2 separate regions of the Zea mays genome follow, and region 1 is linked to region 2. Evidence: chromatin contacts called from public Hi-C data. All regions are on one chromosome and are shown on one strand. The core of a region is the stretch at or near the end of the contact, and the rest is flanking DNA. Distances in the headings are between cores, read along the strand shown.

What was found. A called contact is a pair of places that touch in the nucleus more often than the background predicts.
Region 1: a Hi-C map of tassel shows a contact between it and region 2, with 8 times the contacts expected there. The contact joins the promoter of LOC103632405 here to the promoter of LOC100193524 in region 2. A contact is called at or near these places in 5 of 25 Hi-C or Micro-C datasets (ear, leaf, tassel and 1 more).

Annotation. Positions count from the first base shown.
Region 1 is chr7:59,566,287-59,573,174 of Zm-B73-REFERENCE-NAM-5.0, forward strand. LOC103632405 reads left to right here and starts at 1,347. Exons shown (of 5, transcript XM_008654235.4): 1 at 1,347-1,775; 2 at 1,842-1,990; 3 at 2,201-3,203; 4 at 3,470-3,724; 5 at 4,331-6,888. The coding sequence starts at 1,519. The coding sequence ends at 4,454.
Region 2 is chr7:58,840,021-58,846,321 of Zm-B73-REFERENCE-NAM-5.0, forward strand. LOC100193524 reads right to left here and starts at 1,512. Exons shown (of 4, transcript NM_001358763.1): 1 at 913-1,512; 2 at 450-555; 3 at 1-283. The coding sequence starts at 1,309.

The DNA of each region.
Region 1 (6,888 bases), core at 97-2,596, 730 kb after region 2:
GCGCCATCTCCACACGCGCAGGCTGGTAGTGAAAAAAAAAAGCCTAGCCTACACACCCGCATGCTGGCCAGCGTCCTCGTATCCAAGCAACCAATCAGAATCTCGTGCTTGGTCAAAGCACGCGGGGAGCCAGGTTATCTCTTTGCAGGCAACCAATCATGTAGATACATCACGCAACCATAAAGTTCTCTAATAATAAGACACGGCTAAATAGTTGATGAACTCATGCTCATCTGAATCCGACGCCAACCGCCAATATCTGGACGCAGAGCCTGGGTCCGACGGTGGAGCAGCCAGCAGCGACTTCTGATTGCTCTGCCACAGCAGCTATTCTTCCAACACGGCAACACCACGGTAGGTAGCTGCGTGCGTCTGTCAGTGATAAAGCAAGAATCAGTGTACTCGTGTCAATTTGGGACGACTCCATGCCAGGGAAATCAAATCGCAATGAGAAAAAGGGCCTGCATTACCATTGGGACATTGGGCTGTAATAAGCAAGTAGCAAGGTGGCAATCCCTTTCTTTTTTTTATTTTATCTTCCTAATAAAAAAATACAAGAGAATATGATGGCACCATCGATATTATACTACACTGCGTCATATCATGTGAGCAGTGAGGTAAAAGGTAGGAAAGCAATAAAGCGAGACGCGAGGGAGAGATGCAAAGGCAGGGAAACTCAAGAAAAGCAGCTGGACTCACTGCACGGAGGATGCCAGGATGGATGGAGTAAACTACTGTCAATTAGTATTAAACCTGCTGCAACACCTAGTAAGTAGCATAGCCTAGCCTCCCAACCAACCCAACTGTAATGTACCATGCTCCTACAGTCCTGCCCTCGTTATGGCTTTCTCGTACCTGCCCTGTGATATCCACCGATCCACGTGAGTGCTGGTAGCAACTAGCACTACTGCACTACAACAGCTAGCTGACCGTAGGCATGCTTCCTGCCGCTGCAGCCTGCAGCTAGACGCTGCTTTACCTAATCAGTACCAGTAATCTGGTTTTCGGAAACTGGTAGTTTCATGCGCTAGTTTTTGCCAGATTCTTGTAAAAAATGCAAAGAAAAAACCCCAAAAAACTGTTGACACCGATCACTAAAAACTGCAAGGATCGAAACAACCCCATCAGTTTTAACTCAGAATCTAGATTTTAAAAATAGAGACAGGCACTGGTTTTAAGAATCTGAAACTGATGCCGCCTCATACAGTTATACAAGCTAAGCCCAGCCTCTCATCTTCCTGCACATAAAAAATAGCAAAACCATATCTATGGGAAGCAAGGGTAGAAAAGGGCACGCAACAGCAGGTTCACATACATAAGTATCTGCCCCAGGACTCCACGCCCTCGTGTCAATCGCATCGCTTTCACTTGCTTCTTTTCAAATATAAGCTAAGGAAGCTTCATTGCCATTCCCTGCTGCAGATAGCTAGCACCACTTGCTTCCGCCTGATCTGCAGTCTTCCAGATTGCTTGGATCAGCCAGTATAGAGGGAACAGGCGAATAGCAGAGAAGCCACCATGTCATCAGAGGAAGTGGCAAAGATGGAGGCGGAAATGGCACAAATGAGGCGCTGCAGTAGCCCAGGCCAAGGTGGTGTGCCTGTGACGGTGGTGTACTACCTGTGCCGCAGCGGACGGCACCTGGAGCACCCACACATGTTGGAGATGCACCTCGCCTCTCCAAATCAAGCCCTCTACCTCAGAGATGTGATCTGTCGCCTAGACGAACTGCGAGGGAAGGGCATGGCCACCATGTATTCCTGGTCCTGCAAAAGGTAACTTAACCATCCAGATCATTTGCTTCCTTACTTCTGGCAACTGACATATGCAATACAATTCAGGAGGTACAAGACCAGATTCGTGTGGCATGATGTGATGGAGGATGATATGCTGCTCCCCGCCCAGGAAAGCGAGTATGTTCTCAAGGGATCCCTCTTGCCCCTCCGCCACTCAACACCACCTATAGTTGGAGCTGCACCACCAACAAAAGGTATGTTATATATATATATATATATATATATATATATATATATATATATATATATATATATATATATATATATATATATATATAATGTTCTGCATTGTGGCCAATTGCCACCTCTCAATCGCATGTATGGCCAAGCTGTTTTTCTTGACCAACTAATTATTGGATTTACTTGCTTATTACATGTCTCCATATTGTAAACTCTTGCTTCAGATCATGACCAGCTGAATATTGATACAACCATTATTCCAAAGGCCCCATGTGTCAAGGCAAATCCACATGAAGAGTCACCAACTCATTCGCAAAAAGGCTGGACTACTAATTCATCATCATCTCCTCCAATGGTTGAGGATGAAGAACCACCACCTGTAGCTCTGCACCAAGGGTCACAGCCAGCACTATCATCAATATCACCATCATCTTGTTGCACCACTGGGGATGGAGATGATGAGACAGCATCACCACATCCAAGCTGTTCAGGCAGACCCTCCTCCCCTAATAAGTCAACAACAAAAGGATCCTCAGGTGGCACACTCTATCCCACTCCATCTAGCCTTGCGCTTCACAGCAAGCAGATGATGCCAGGGTGCTGCTATGTCATCGCAGCAGCACAAGACTTGGCGACACAGACCCAAGGAATATCAACAGGGAAAGAGATTCACAAGGACACTAGTTGCAGTACTGATAGCACACCGGCCAAGGCAACCATACCTACCAACAACAAGCAGCGGGACAATGCAGGATATTTCTATAGCAGAAGTGGTAGGAGTGGGACTTTGGAGTCCTTGATAAGGGCTGAGGCTCATGGCAGAAGGGTCGCCACTGCTAAGAGGACCCAAGAAGAGGACGACGACAAAGAAGCAGTGCAGTCATTTGCCACAAAGCTGAACCCTGCCAACCTGCTGATGAGACTTGTGGCTTGTGGGTCGACCATGTCAGCAAGGCAGCATCTCCCTGCCTGCAGTCTCATGCGAACAGCACACAAGCCCCGGTATTTGACCCAACATGTTGAGTTCCTGCCTTCATCTCCAGTCTTGTCTCCCCTTGGCACGCTCATCATGCGTCCTAGAAGTGCTGATGAAGCCAGAGGAGCTTCAGACTCAGGGGACTGCAACCATTGCAGAGGGAAACTGCTTCAAACTACAGAGAATAGGTGTGAGTCAGGAAAAGTGATGTCCACCATTGTTAGGCCCTCCTCACATTGTGACCATAACAGGTAAGTTTCCTACTTCCATTTTCTTGTTCTGCATATCTGTCCTTTACTATGAACAACTAACTCAATCTTATGCAAGTGAGAAATTTATGCCCATATTCCTCTACTTCAATAGCTGATAATGTTATAAACGAACAAATTCCCTCATGCCCATCACTATCTCAATGGATGTCTCCTTCAACATAATATCTGTGACTCTGTGTACCAAATTAGCTTTTTGCCTACAGTTCATCTGCATAAATTGTAACCATAGAAGGAATATTTTGCAGTGTTTCTGAGAAAGAAGTCCCCATAGCAAATTTGGATAATTTGGAGGACGGAAGTAAACTTATCTCACAAAAAATCAGAATGGCACCATGTCAGCAACACACAAGTGGGACATTTGTAACCACAGATGTAGGTGGCGAACAAAAATCCAATACATTGTCAAGAAGTACGAGCAAAAAGATGATCAATCCATCATCACGACCTTCAAGAGTATCATTCCACGACGAAAGGGAGAAAGTGATCAAGATTGAAGAAAGGTGAGTATACACTCTCATGGTTTGCAGTTTGTTCTGGAAACCAATATACTTTTTTCTCTGTTTTCCTTTAGTGTGAGGAGTCAACCATATTTTAATCATCGCAGGCTTGCGTCTAGAGCTCGTGTCATAATCCAGTGTGCACCATTAATCACAGAAACTTATATCAGTGCCAAATCAGTGTAACAGAGGCAGTATCCTCATGTCTTTCCCCTCTATTTTTTTCCTTATTTATAGTTCAGCAGTTGTTAGAACTTAGAGGTGTGCAATTGTATTGGATTTCTGGTCAAGGTAATAATCAGATGTCAATTTATGTGCCTTTAGAGGAATTACCAGTGTCGTCAATGCCTATTGTCATGAAAATACTGCGTCCTGAAATCAGGAAAATTGTTTACACTAGCACTGACACTGCAGCAGTAATTGCAGTGTTTCAGTTTTCTCTTCATTCTCCTGCTCTTGTTAGCCTTTCCTCTTCCAATAATACCTTAAAGCAAAAGAGTCACAAGCTATCATTATTGTCAGCGCCTGTGCAGAACAGCCTGACATAAACGTCCATTACTGAGGAACTTCATGCCTGAATATTATTACTACACTCTACTTTTTTGCCAGAAACAGGATTGAGTATCTTGCCAACACCAATAAAGCTGTGTGGGGCAGAAAATTTCCTCCCAAGGTTGTACTGTACAGAAGCATAAATTTGCACACAATTTGGTTGCACTGCTGTTACATTTGAGTCATGGCTACTATTGTACAGGCTACAGTCCATTGATATTACAAATTACTAGTAGCAGTTTGCATGTACTGCGATTCCTCCATCATCCTCTGGTACTTGTACATGCAAGTGCTTCCAATCTCCAGTTGTGCTTACTTGTTTATACATGCTCCATTGTTCCTATTTGTATCCAGGTCTACTATGTACGGCTTGCTGACCAGTAGTAAATATCTTTCCATCTTGTTTTTAATTCCTCCATCTCAACATTTACTAATGGCCTTTCATCAAGTGACTGATTTTTTTACTCATCATTCTTGAACAAATTGAGTGCATGGTCACACAAAATCAACTGGCATGTTTCTTATATACCGAACTCGTACATTAATGTATTAGATAGTGTTATGACTGTCAAGCTGCTGTCATGGGGTGGCAGCCCAGAGCATGGAGGCCATAGAGATAGGCGCAAGGTTAGGATTAGTGGATAAAGATTAGATTAGATAAGATTGAGTTAGTTACATGAGATTTGATTAGATAAGATTGAGTTAATTACTTGAGATTAGAATAGATAAGATTGAGTTAGTTACTTGGATTAGATTGGATAAGATTGAGTTAGGTACTTTGCGGCCAAGTCTTCCTATCTATATATAAGGATGGGTTGTACGTCCTTAAGGGGGGATGAATCAATGAATAAGAATTAATCCCATATCTCTCCAGTGGTCTAGTCCTCCCCCCCAAGCCGACTCCGCCCAGCTATCTTCCCGGCATTGTTTATCCCCCTATTTCATAGGATCCATAACATCTGGTATCATGAGTCAGGGATCCTTTTCCATAACTTCTGCTGCAGACAATGTACACACCTGGCATGAGGAGCTCACTCGTGCCTAGGCAGATCTAGAGCAGGTCCGATCTGCTATCCTCCAGCTCTGTGATCTACTTGCGGAAAATGTGGAGTATGCCCGTCGATCAACGGCGGCAACGCGATTGCAGGCGGCTGCAAGTGGCTTCCTGGCGTGGAGTCCAGTATGGCAAGTTGCGGCAACGGCGCAGCTGCGGGCAGCAGCTTGCCGTCCTCAGGTAGCACACGGCTTCCTGGCACAGCGTCAAGCACGGCATGCAGCAGCACGGTTGCAGGAAGTGGCTTGACGTCTTCAGGTTGCGGCAAGTGGCTTCCTGGCACGGCATCAAGCACGGCAAGTGGCAGCAGTGGCACGACTGCAAGCTGCGGTCTGTCGTTCCCTAGCACATCGACTTACATCGCTAGTAGGGTTGGCTGATCCTCCACTCCAGTTCACCGTCCTGATCAATAGCCATGTTGATAGCAAGAACACGTCTAGTTGGGTGGCGCTATCTCCACTGGAACTCGCGACAACTCAGGCTGTAGAACTGGTGAGCTGCAACGTCTTGGCCTTTGCAGCCCGGACGAGGTTGTTCCTATGGGATCCAGGGCCACCAACCTTGGCATATGTTAGGTTCTTTATTTAATGCAATTAAAGTCGAGATGTAAAAGGTTTCTAGTAGGGTTGCACTTTCACGTGCAGATCAAGTTAGAAAGTAAGGGTGTTGTCATGCACTCCATTACAGCTCGAGGACAAGTTGTCTTCGAAGGGTGGGGGATGTCATGGGGCGGCAGCCCAGAGCACGGAGGCCATAGAGATAGGCTCAGGGTTCGGATTAGTGGATAAATATTAGATTAGATAAGATTGAGTTAGTTACTTGAGATTAGATTAGATAAGATTGAGTTAGTTACTTGGATTAGATTGGATAAGATTGAGTTAGTTACTTTGGGGCCAAGTCTTCCTATCTATATAAGGATGGGTTGTACCTCCTTAAGGGTGCGTTTGGTTGGAGAGTCAAATAGAATAGAGTGTCTCCATTCTATTATTTGAGAATGGAGCCATTCTATTCTGCGTTTGGCAAGAATATAGTCGTTCCATTTTTTGTTTGGTTGAAGAGTAGAATAGAGCGGAGCCGTTCCATTCTTTGTTTGGTTCGAGAGCCGTATAGGTGTAGAGGGGAGGAGAGGAGGGAGAGCGCTCACGTCCGGAGAGCACTCGCATCCGGTCGTTTTTATGGAGCGGGAGTGTTCCAACTACTTATAGTAAATTTCTATATGGAGATCATGAGCCGATCCACTCTTATTTTGTTGGAAACCAAACATCCAGAAAATTGGAATGGAGCCATTCTATTCTTCTCCACTCCTCAACCAAGCGCACCCTAAGGGGGGATGAATCAATGAATAAGAATTAGTCCCAGATCTCTCCAATAGTCTAGTCCCCCCAAGCCGACTCCGCTCGACTATCTTCCCGGTGTTGTTTATCCCCCTAAGAACTAGGATCCATAACATCCGGTATCATGAGTCAGGGGTCCTTTCCCATAACTTCTGATGCGGACGATGTACACACCTGGCATGAGGAGCTCACTCATACCTAGGAAGATCTAGAGCAGGTCCGATCTA
Region 2 (6,301 bases), core at 262-2,761:
GAGGCCCTTATGGTCACCGCACTGAATCTGAATAAGAGTGTGGACAGAGCTAAGTGAGTTGTCCATCGTCACGGAGATGGTGCCACCCCTTGTGCTGATCGGTTGCTCCTCTGTGTTAAACATCTGTTCCGTGATAGCAGGCGTCAGCGAGGCCCAGGATTGGAGGCAAGACAACATGTCTTCACCAGCAGGATCTATTTCACAGCATGTCAAGGAGTCGCCTAAGACAGCCTCCAGTTTGTCCTGGGTTTCTTCTCTTCTGCTCTTTGTGTGCAGAAGCTCCCTGAAATCGATCCAGAATGTTTCATTTAACCATCATCCTATTTCTTAACGGTGTAAAATAAATAATTGACAAATTCTTGATGTCCTGAGACAAGATGCTCCATAAATAAATAAAAAAGAGATTCTCGTAAGGCACTGAAAAAGGATGTGTTTGGAGATAAACTGACCTGGCATCTGTGATGAAGAAAAGGTCCAGCACACTCCCATCAGGCGTGGTAGAGACCTTCACCCTCCGAATCGTGAGCTCTAGCTCGCACAGAACACGTGTCACATCTGTGGAACACAGAATTTCCAGGAGGAAGATTCAAAATTATACCTTTTTCTAGCTACATGCATATCCAATGAGACTTATTTTCAGCAGTAGGTGTCCTTCACTTACATTAAAAATCAAATTCACCATACCTAATACTCCTAACTAGCAATATATTGCAGAGTTATGACCTTATCATTGAGAACGGAAGAAAAAGAACCCCTACAATCTCCTACAGACACACGTGCAGTGCAACACAATCATAGTGACTCCAATGGCAAAGAAATGCACGATAAAGGTGGGTAGGGGAACACTAATTTAGCCTAGCACTGCATAGAACAACTTTGCATAGAACAGAGCAACAATAACAAGAGGTGTACCATGCAAGAGTCCCATCCGGTCGAAGCAGCATAGCTTGAGCAAGAAGAGCTTTGGTGGGGGAGGCGCAAGGTCCTGTAGGCCAGCCGCTGCGAGGTACGCGTTGTCGAATCCGAACGGCGGCGCGACGGGGCAGAGCTGAAGCAACCTGTCCTTGAGTAGGTCCCATGGCACGGGCACCGGCCGCCCCCCGCGTGGCAGAACCCAGAGCACGATGTAGCACCACCGCCCGTCCGTGCTCATGTCTCCCTTGACGACGCTGAGGCGGAAGAGGAGGACGACCCGGCAGAGGTCGCAGCCGAGGCCCGTCTTGTCGGGGCAGCTGACGGTGACGACGGTGGGCTCGCCAGCGGCGTCGGCGTGGCGGATTTGCACCACGTCGTCGCTGGGTATCCCCATCGGTCGATGTGATTTGCAAGGGACGCAAGCAGCTGCTCTAGAAACTAGACATGGATCCTCCCCTCCTGCTAGGCTGCCGCGGTCGCGGGGGCGGGGACAAACAGATAGCGGCGGCGGCGGTCGAGGTGCACGGAATCTTGGCGGATGGATTCGCTAGTCTAAGCGACACCCCCTCCTTGGCCCTCGTCTCGCCCATCTTCTTGGGGGGAAAAGGAAAGTGATCTGCGTGTCGTGGACAAGTCAATAAGGCATACGGCAGCCAAACATTGGTTGGTGGGTGAAATTTGTTTCCACTTTGCTCTGTTCCTTCCCCACGTCTTTAACCTAATTACCTAAACCCCACTGGTACAAAATCGAGGTCACATATTGTCCCGATTACAAAATTATTTACTGCCGTTTTCCAACCGCTATTGCGTGTCAAGCTTCTTAGGGTAAGTCAATGGAAGCTAAAAGGATCTACAAGTCTTTTTCTTCTTTCTTTTCTTATGGTTTCTTTTCATTTAATTTTTTTTATCTCAAATAATTTTTATACGTATGCTATGCTACTGTTGTACGTTTGTGCCTATAAATTTTTCAGTTGAGCATACATATATGCACAAAATGTATGAAACTATACATAAACTATACATATATTTAAATTATTAATGAAACTAATTAACAAAAACTTTTAGGGCTAGTTTGACAACCCTATTTTTCTAAGGGATTTAATTTTCTCAAGAAAAATTAGTTTAGAGCTAGTTTGGCAATCCAATTTTTCCATAGGATTTCCAATTTATCAATGAAAAATAAATTAATTTCCTTTGGGAAAATGAAAAACCCGTAGAAAAATAGGGTTACCAAACTCGACCTTACTTTCACTTGGGAAAATAAGAATCCATTAAAAAATGGAGTTGCCAAATAACCTTATATTACAATTAACCCACCTATAGGAGCAAAAGTATTTTTTCTATCATAGAAGTATTATACACGGCTATATATAACCTCCTCTGGAAGAACTCCTACTAAATAGCCTTGAGCTAGTTTGATAACTCCATTTCCTATAAGATTTCTATTTTCCAAAGAAAAAATAAACTAATATTTTTTGGGGGAAATGGAAATTTCTTGAGAAAATGGGGTTCCCGAACTAGCCGTAGGATTGATTTTTTCTCCCACTCAACATTTGAATGGAAAAAACATATGAATATATGAATAGTTTGTATATATAGTGATATGATAGTAATTAATAAATAGTGTGTATATGGTTTACGCATTTTAAGTTGTTGTAGAGCATTTTTATTGGATCATGACATATGGTAGATGTGCTCGTAAACATAGTATCCACATAAATTATTTTCTGATTCCTATCTCAGTCACTATGAGAAAACGATTCATCAAATAATCATGGTAATAATGAAACAAACGAAATAAATATGTGCTAACCTAGCTAGTACTTACCCTGAAGTCATATATATGTAGAGGAGCCTTTCATTTACCTTTGTTTTTCAAAAAGAACGTTACCCAAACACTACCCATGAAAAAATGAATGAAGTTATTCTCTTAAATTCAAGAAAATAATGATAGAGGTATAATATGATGAACAAAATTACTTCTGGATAATATCTTTCATGTCTTGGTATTCTTATCTCTTTTTTTCAATATGTAAGGTAAATGCAACATGTGTAAGGGTGGATCTCCAATACTCTCTTCGTCCCAAAATATTAAGTGAAGTGAAACACATCTCCATGTCTTGGTATTCCTATCTCTTTTTTTCAATATCATGTGGTGCACCGGGCCGGTCCGGTGCAATGCAAAAAGTCTATTTTCCTTAAACGACTATTTTGGGGTTGGGGCTCTTTATAAACCCCCAACCAGCCATTTGAAGGTGTGGGAGCCCAATCAACATATTAAGTAAAGTGAAACATATCTCCATAGCTCCAAACACTCACGTGCTTAATAGGATCACTCGGTGATTAGCGTAGGTGCTTTTCGTAGTGCTTAGATTATTTAGACCGCTATTGTGCTCTAATTTGTTCCTAGTAGATTAAGTGAGGTTAGAAAAATTCACACAAACCCTGGTGTCAGGGATAAGATCCCCGGTCTCTAGGGCCCAGCAAGGGGAGGAAGGAAACGTTTGCCCTGGAAGCACTCGCCCTTGGACGAACCTCGAGGCGCCGAGACGAAGCTAGATAGGGGGCAGGGTGAAGCAAAGGGAAACCACTCGAGTGGATCCCTCGCCTGGCCCGAGACTGACACGTCGTAAGTGACCGACCACGTTAACTACGCTTGGCACCGAGCTGCGGTAGAGATGCCAATCCACCTCCCACTCTTGACCTATGTGCTTCTCCGGATGTAGCACACTCATGACTTATGAACCCCTCAGATTGCGTCGCATTTATCAGGGCTAGGCCTGAGTGCGCAGGCTGCCTGCAGGGCACAACGAGACAAGTCGCACCAAGACCCAGACTACAAAGTCTAGGAGTCGGCGTAGCTCGAATAATGGTATGCGGGCCCCACGCTATTTGTGTCCTCCGCCATAAAGAATACAAGACAGCCAGATGACTCAGACGCTCATGGACGAATACAACTTCACTGGGGTTAAACACTCAGTTTTTCCATCGCTCAGTGACTACTTCACGAGGAAGCCACCTATGGACAACCCCCTCCTTGGCCTATAAAAGGAGGAGGTCCGCTGAAAGGGAAATGGACTTTACCATTTTCTATAAATTGATTTTCATGATTGATGACCATCACAACCTAATGGGCCAACTAATGTGCCTAGTTGATTGATTCTCAGGTGCGTAAGTCCAACAATCCTAATTCTAAGTCGACTGTCCAGAATACCATAGATTATTCTGGACAGGAGAGCTTTTTGGAGAATTCATCTGTGTGTGGACCGTTTGGGCCCTTCCGGTGGACCATTCGTGACACCTCGGTGTACCTAGGATAGGAACTATGCAAATCTTAGAACTTTTACTACGGATTGTCCGAAGTAGAGAAGAGTACCGTCCGAGACCAAGCATGGACCGTCCAGCCCTCAGGCATGGACCGTCCGCCGGTTGGAATCCAGAGCCTCACACATTCATTGCAAAGAGCTAAAATTCACTCTAAAGCCTCACACAAGCATCAAAGATCGACCAGGTGCAACAATTGTGATTTTGTTCATCAGCGATTAAGTGCCTTGTGAAAGATTCTAGAGAGTGTGAGCTATTGTTTCATTTGTCGCTCTTTTGTTGCTTGGTTTCTTGATCATGCTTCCTTCATCTCCTTCTAAACTCTCAAGTGACTTGTAAAGCTAGCAAGAGACACCTAATTGTGTGGTTATCCTTATGGGGTCTAAGTGTCCCTCGAGATTAAGAAGAACCACTCAACCGGTCTAAGTGACCGTTTGAGAGAGTGAAAGGGTTGAAAGAGGCCTAGCCTACGTGGCCTCCTCAATGAGTAGGTTCTTTAGAACCGAACCTCGGGAAACAAATTGTCGTGTTCATTTTTGTTTATCAGTACCTTGCAATTTGATTCTTCCTCTCCCCTCTCTCTAAAGTTCTCTTTCTTATCCTTTTTAGTTAGCTCCCATGTAAATTCGCACATTGATTCAGCAATTCGTGGCAAGGAGAACCATCTTCCGCACTATGATTTCATTATTACTCGTTCTAACGCTAAATCTAGGTTAATTTCATGTTCAAACTTTATAATTTTTAGGTTTTGCCTATTCACCCCCTCTAGGCGACTTTCAATTGGTATCGGAGTCCGGCACTTCATTAGAGTCCAACAACTCGAAGTAATGTCGGGTGAACACGGCAAAAAGGAGTTAGCCACCAGGGAAAAGCTCGATTCTTTGGGAAAGAAGCATGAAGCCAAGACTTCGTTAAAGGAGGCCAAGATATCTGCCGACAAGCACAAGGAGGACAAGGAAGAATCCGTCAGTTCCATTAACTCACACAAGAAGAAGGGCGACAAAAAGAAAAAGAAGATGAAGAAGGTGGGTCTACTACTAGACCGACTCATCCGCGCCCTTAACCTCCGATGCCGAGTCAACATCTTCAAAGTGCTAAGTGCTTGCAATATAGTAAGATTCCTCTTCGTTATCCTCGAATTCCTAAACGTGCTCCTTTACTTTCTGTTCCCTTAGGCAAACCACCATTTTTTGATGGTGAAGACTATTCTATGAGGAGTTGAAAGTCGCCTAGAGGGGGGTGAATAGGCAAATCTAAAATTTATAAACTTTAAGCACAACTACAAGCCGTGTTAGCGTTAGAAATGAAACCGAGTCCAAAAGAGAGGGCGAAAACAAATCAACCAAAGAAATAGAGCGGATGACACGGTGATTTGTTTTACCGAGGTTCGGTTCTTGCAAACCTACTCCCCGTTGAGGTGGTCACAAAGATCGAGTCTCTTTCAACCCTTTCCCTCTCTCAAACGGTCACTTAGACCGAGTGAGCTTTTCTCCTCAATCAAATGGGTCACTTAGACCCCACAAGGACCACCACACAATTGGTGTCACTTTCTTTGATTACAAATGTCTTGGGAACAAGAATGGGAAAGAAGAGAAGCGATCAAAGCGACAAGAACTCAAATGCACACGAAAATCTCTCTCTCACCAGTCACTAAGTGTTGGGAGTGATTTTGGATTTGTGTGAGGATTTGATCTCTTGTTTGTGTCTTGGAGTGAAGTCTAGAGCTCTTGTATTGAATGCAAATGGCTGAAAACTTGGATGCCTTGAATGGTGGTGGTTAGGGTATTTATAGCCCAAACCACCAAACCAACCGTTGGGCTTGGGCTGCTATCGATGGGCGCACCGGACAGTCCGGTGCGCTAGCCACGTCACCCAACCGTTAGGGTTCTAACGGTTTCGACCGTTGGAGCTTTTACATCTTGGTGCACCAGACAGTCCGGTGCCGCACCGGACAGGCACTGTTCACTGTCCGGTGCGCCTCTGGCGCCTGCTCTAACTTCTGACGCGAACTATAGCTCTGTCAAGGCACTGTGCAGTCGACCGTTGCGCTGATAGTCGTTGC